2 separate regions of the Mus musculus genome follow, and region 2 is linked to region 1. The links are chromatin contacts, called in public promoter capture Hi-C maps. All regions are on one chromosome and are shown on one strand. Each heading gives the region's core, a stretch centred on a gene start, on an enhancer-like site or on the middle of the called end of the contact. The rest is flanking DNA. Distances are from core to core; before and after follow the strand shown. Region 1 holds the start of 0610043K17Rik (RIKEN cDNA 0610043K17 gene). Region 2 has its middle 78 kb from the start of Gm52667.

Region 1 (2,700 bases), core at 111-2,610:
AAGTTCAGCAAACACTGGCTCTTCATTTCTCTGGTTATCAATAAGATTGTCTATTTGATTTCTTTCTTTGCAGTATATTGGACAGTTTGTCATTTATAAAATAAGGATAGTACACACAGGAGGCAGAGGCAGGTTGATTTCTGAGTTTGATGCCAGCCTGGTTTATGTAGTGAATTTCAGGCCAGCCAGGGTTACATAATGAGACCCTGTCTCAAGAAACAAACAAATGCCTTCCCAGTGCCATTACTGAATTTCTTTAGACAAAACAAATCCCCCTAAAGCAGTATTCCTCATTGCTGCTGTGTTATAGTTTTGGGAGGGTCAGGAGTTGGCAATCCTGAGCTCTAAAGGAGATGAAATTAAAAGAAAATACAAAATAAATGAAGGTAATAGAAGACTGGCAACATTGTCACCATGTGTCACAACTGCTGCCACGTCACCTAGTGTTTTCAGATACATTGTTACTGCCAGGAGACGTTTAAACAAGCAGCTGTTGGGAGGTACCTTAGTTTTCCCAAATTTCCCACAAGCCACTGCTACCCCCTTAAATTTTTTTTCACATTTTGTTAGTTTGGTTTTAACCTCCTGAAAAGCAGACATTAGGAGTTCTGGGACAGAGGAATAGTTCCATGTGGTGGGATTCCTCAGTCTTTAGACCAGGCTGGCCTCGAACTCAGAAATCTACCTGCCTATGCCTCCCAAGTGCTGGGATCAAAGGTGTATGCCACCACTGCCTGGCTATAGACACATTTTTAAAAACTGAAATTAGCTGGGCTTAGTGGTGCGCACCTTTAGTCCCAGCACTCAGAAAGCAGAGGGAATAAGATCTATAGGAGTTCAAGGCCAACCTGATCTAAAAAGTGAGTTCCAGGACAGCTAGGGCAACACAGAGAAACCCTGTCTTAAAAATCCAAAAGGAAAACAAAACCTTTACCCCACTAAGCTAAAATTAGTAAGTGACATATTATAAACCTGTATTTCTTTTCTATACTGCCTTCAAAAAGCCACTGTATTTATACTTAAAACATATCTTGATTCCAGTTCTTAATTTTCAAGAGATATTTAATCTGTATTTAGATTCAACAGTGTGTATATATATATGTGTGTGTGTGTGTATATATGTGTGTGTGTGTGTGTGTGTGTGTGTATGCATGCTAATGTTTGTTTCCCAAACAGTTAAGTTTCCAATACCTGAGTCATTTATGGATTCTAAAAGTTAAATGAGTTTCAAACTTGATCTCATCAGCCTCTTTAGTTTAGATGGCTGGAGCCTAGGGTTGCTAGGGGCTACAGTAGTAGCTGGTACAGACTATTCTGTCAGTCACTTAGATTTTTTTAAACCTGAATCCGGATACAAGCCCTTAACCCACTGAGCAGCAAGTCTTGCTGCCGTATACACCAACTGTTCCAGTATGTTCTTTTTCTACAATACATTGCAAAGCAGCTGTTTCTGGAAAGTCGGCTCGGTAAGGAGAAAGGTGTTATCTCAAATCAGGGGCATAGCCAGCCAAGCTTAGTGGCACACACCTTTAATCCTAGAGACAGGTGATCTCTGAGTTCCAGGCTAGCCTGGTCTATGGAGAGAGGGGGAGGGGAGAGAGGAGAGAGGAGAGTGGAGAGAGGAGAGCGAGAGAGCGAGAGAGCGAGAGAGAGAGAGAGAGAGAGAGAGAGAGAGAGAGGGAGAGAGAGAGAAAGAGAGAGAGAAAGAGAGAGAGAGAGAGAGAGAGAGAGAGAGCACACCACACAGAGAACAACCAGGGTTAATTTCCAAGGAAAAGGGGAGAAACCTTGACACTGGAGCTTCTTTGTCTAGGACATTAGTCACCCTGTGAAAGTTACAATTATTGTTTACACTAAGCCTCTCAACTTTCAGAGAACAGCTGCCGCTGCATCCTAAGACTCACTCTTCTTCAAGTACCCCTTCCTAGCTTCTGTCTACCAGGCTGATCTACCAGGGTTGCAGATCATAATCCACGAGTCCCACTTTATACATACAAAGACCTGCTACTGTTTACATGCCAACACATATGAATAATAAACACCACACCTCAGTTATCATTCATGAGCCTCAGTATTCCAGACTACCTCGAGAAAAGCATTTACTAACACTATAGCTTTCTCTTCCCTTTCACGCTGGGTCACAGCTCACTTTGTTCCCCCAGCCGCTGATTTCAAAGTTGATCTCGTGAAGGAACTGGATTCCTAAGGTAGTTAGTTCTATTTTGAGCCTTCTTCCTGTTCTGAAGCTAAAGTTGGAAGGGCTTAGTGGTGATGTCATGGAAGGGAGAAGTGCCTTTTTTCAGAAGGGTCTCTTCTGGCAATTCCCAGGACACATAGGTGGTGAACGATCCCCCTCTCACCATCCCTCACCTCTCCTTCCCTCTGGAGTCCCAGTTAGTCACTAGCCAGGAAGAAAATCAACTCTAATAACAGGCAATCACACTTGCATATTTTATATTCCAAACATAATAAATGAAAAGACAGAGAAAAAAATTGCCTAGTTCTAGGAAAGGGGTGGGGGTGGCTATCTCTCCCCATCCACTCTCTCCAATATAAGGCCAGGAGGAGCAAAAGGCACTGCAGAAAACAGCTGTTAGGAAGAATTCAGGAGGCTCCGGGAGGAGAATGCTACGGGGGTTTTGGAAACCGGAACTTGAGGACACCCCCCCCCAAATCCTTTCTTCTTCCCTCCCTCTTGGA
Region 2 (2,700 bases), core at 41-2,540, 1.3 Mb after region 1:
TGAGTATTTGATGGTATATACAGACACTTTCCATGCTACCTCAAAGGAACTGTTTACTAGCTTGCATTGGGAGGAGACCAGGGATGCTGACTATCTGCTCACACTGCACAGGAAACCTTCTCACAGAGAGCATCATTTGTCCCCCAAAGGCAGTGGCCAAATCCTTGTTTTAAGTCTCCTGTCAGTCTAGTGCTCTTCTGCATTGTGAGTCTTCTTGAAGCTTCAAGGAGGAGACACTGTCAGTTATGGAGGTCTCCAGGAGTGGATAGTTCTCACGGTAGCAAGTAAAACACAGGAAGGATTCTCTATGGCTGCTCAAAGTCACATTTCAGTCAGAAGCTTCTCACACATCAGTGGGTGCTTTGATGACACCTTGATATCCCTGTGACCATCTCCTCCTCCTCCTCTATTGCCACGTTAAGTTCTGTATTCTACAGTGGGGCTGGTGGCACATGCCTGCTGTCTCAGCACCGGCTACATAGCCAGTGCTATATAGCAAGACTCTGTCTTAAAAGAAAAAGAAGCCATATTCAACAATCCCTGCTTCTGACTCAGGATCTTGTGACTTGTGGCCAGCCTGGCTAATATGGGTCTTTCCTGCAGTAACTAAACATCCTATCAACCGAGTTTTTTCTTCCTGCCCAAAAATTTCCTTAAAAGTCAAATAATCTTTCCTTTTGGCATTAATGCCTCATCTCTAATATTGAATAATCCTTTTCTATCCTCTCTGATATACCTGGGTCTGTTGGCTCACTTATCTATCTTATCTATCTATCTATCTATCTATCTATCTATCTATCATCTATCTATTTACTTGCTTACTTACTTACTTACTTATTTAAACTTCATAATGATCAGAGCAGTTGGAGATTAAGCCATCCAGACAGTAATACTCCTTTCTCATTATGACTGCTACCCCCTCCTCCAGTCAATTTTTAGAACAGATTCACTTCTGTTGCCTTATCTCATCAGCAGGTTCAATAGAGTGTTAGATAATTTTATTTTTCCTGGGACTTAACTGAGGATGGTAAATTCACTACTAGTGATACTTGGATAGGAGAAAGATCAATATTGCCAGTGTTTGCTGGGTTAAATTTAAGGGAGCTATTCTATCACGTGGGTGTAAGTGTGTTTCAGGGTAAAAGAGCAATAGCAACCAGACACCTTCTGGAATTCTTTCCAACTCTAAAAGGCAGGGGAAAAAAAAACACTGAAAAACATTTTGGTGTCACTGAGAGTGTGTCATTTCTATTGAAATGAGGAAGTTCGTTTTTACAGTTCAAGTCAGGAAATAGTTTACATCCTCTTAGTGTTTAGAGTCACTGCAAGATTATGGTCATTGATGTGATCTCTGATAGCACTTTAGTGTTAGCAAAACCAAGTCATTAGTTTATTTATGAAGTATATATTAAGTTTGAATGATGTTCTTAATACAAAATCATTATTTCTGCTTTGAAGTCCAGCAACACAGGCATTATATGATAATATGAACATGTCACGGCAACCTAGTGATTTTATCCAAAGAAAAGAGCAGAGGGTAGAAGGACATAAGAAGACCAATAGCAGAAAAAAAATTCCCAATTTCCAGCTATACTAGTAGAGTCCTGAACGTGTGCTTTTGTGGATAAAAATGCACTTGCTTAAGTCAAATGTGGGACCATAATGGCCCCAGGTTACAGAAGAGTGGTCAAGGGAGCTTCAACCCAGATATCACAAACGTGAGAATGGCAGAAATTGGCTACCTCCCCCTCCTAATCTGGTGCCATAAATCCTACCATCAACCCTAGCAGGAATTTATTACCCTAATAGTTAGGAGGCTGCACTTTTTGTTTGACCTTATGAGGTTTCCCCACAAACACATCCTACATTCCCTGAGTTTGTAGATGAAACATCTTCAACACCCCTGTCTTGGCCAGTGGTACTCAGCCACACAACCCTTGCCCCAGAGACCCTGTCCACCTCCCCAGGGATACAAATTCCCCTCCCCTCAAATGAATGAACCAGTTCTACAAAGCTGCTCTGGTTGTGCTTATTGCCCGTGCATTCATTACCACTCGAGATCCCACCAGCACCCAGATAAGCTTTCCTCCCTCTAGGCCAACTTGGTGCATGCACAACAGGCCTGGGTACCCAGAGGGAGGAGGAGTCATGGGGCAGCAATCAAACACTTATTATATATTGCTTTCATAAACTGTAGCATTGGTATTATTAGGAAAATGTTCAACATTTAATCCTGGAGGGAAGAGGATTTCATAGGGTCCTACTTCTTGGGGAACCTTTGGCAGTTAATGGCTCCAGGAGGACGGGTGTCATTTTGTATCAGTGGTACATCCAATGAAAAGTGGCCCACGTATCTATAAATAGCCTTCCCCCCTTGTGCTTACACAAGTGACTCTAATGAAACCAGTGGGACGTGCGTGTGCATAAGCACACATACATACACCCACACACACACACACACACAAGTGAAAACTGGGAGAAGACATTTTGGAGGGAAGGGGCCTTCAGAAAGTCAGAAGGAGATAGAAGAGATGGGGTAGGGAAATAGTTTTAAATGATTTTGTTATGTAAAGACATTCACCTACAGATCGTACATTGAGCATACTTCACCCCATACTTCCTAAATCATTCTTCTTCCTGTTAGTTTCCCTTGCTCCTCAAAATAATTTCACTTTTACTTTTGTGAGTTGTATATGTTTA

The links. Promoter capture Hi-C pulls out the DNA fragments that hold promoters and counts their contacts.
Region 2: a promoter capture Hi-C map of liver shows a contact between it and region 1, with 2.5 times the contacts expected there. The contact joins the enhancer-like site here to the promoter of 0610043K17Rik in region 1. A contact is called at or near these places in 2 of 39 promoter capture datasets (both in liver), 1 of 484 Hi-C or Micro-C datasets (cortical neurons) and 2 of 115 datasets of contacts at active chromatin or transcription factors (embryonic forebrain and large pre-B cells).

Annotation. Positions count from the first base shown.
Region 1 is chr4:101,352,423-101,355,122 of GRCm38.p6, forward strand. 0610043K17Rik (RIKEN cDNA 0610043K17 gene) reads left to right here and starts at 1,361. Exons shown (of 4, transcript NR_040640.1): 1 at 1,361-1,466. The region is part of intron 1 of E130102H24Rik (RIKEN cDNA E130102H24 gene); the gene reads right to left.
Region 2 is chr4:102,645,986-102,648,685 of GRCm38.p6, forward strand. No RefSeq gene overlaps it. Among named protein-coding and RNA genes, the nearest start is that of Gm52667, 78 kb to the left of the region's middle. Within about 2 kb of position 1,291, at least 34 of the 459 cell types and tissues checked have an H3K27ac peak or open chromatin away from gene starts, as enhancers often do. A contact at or near this core is called in liver, where this site is marked.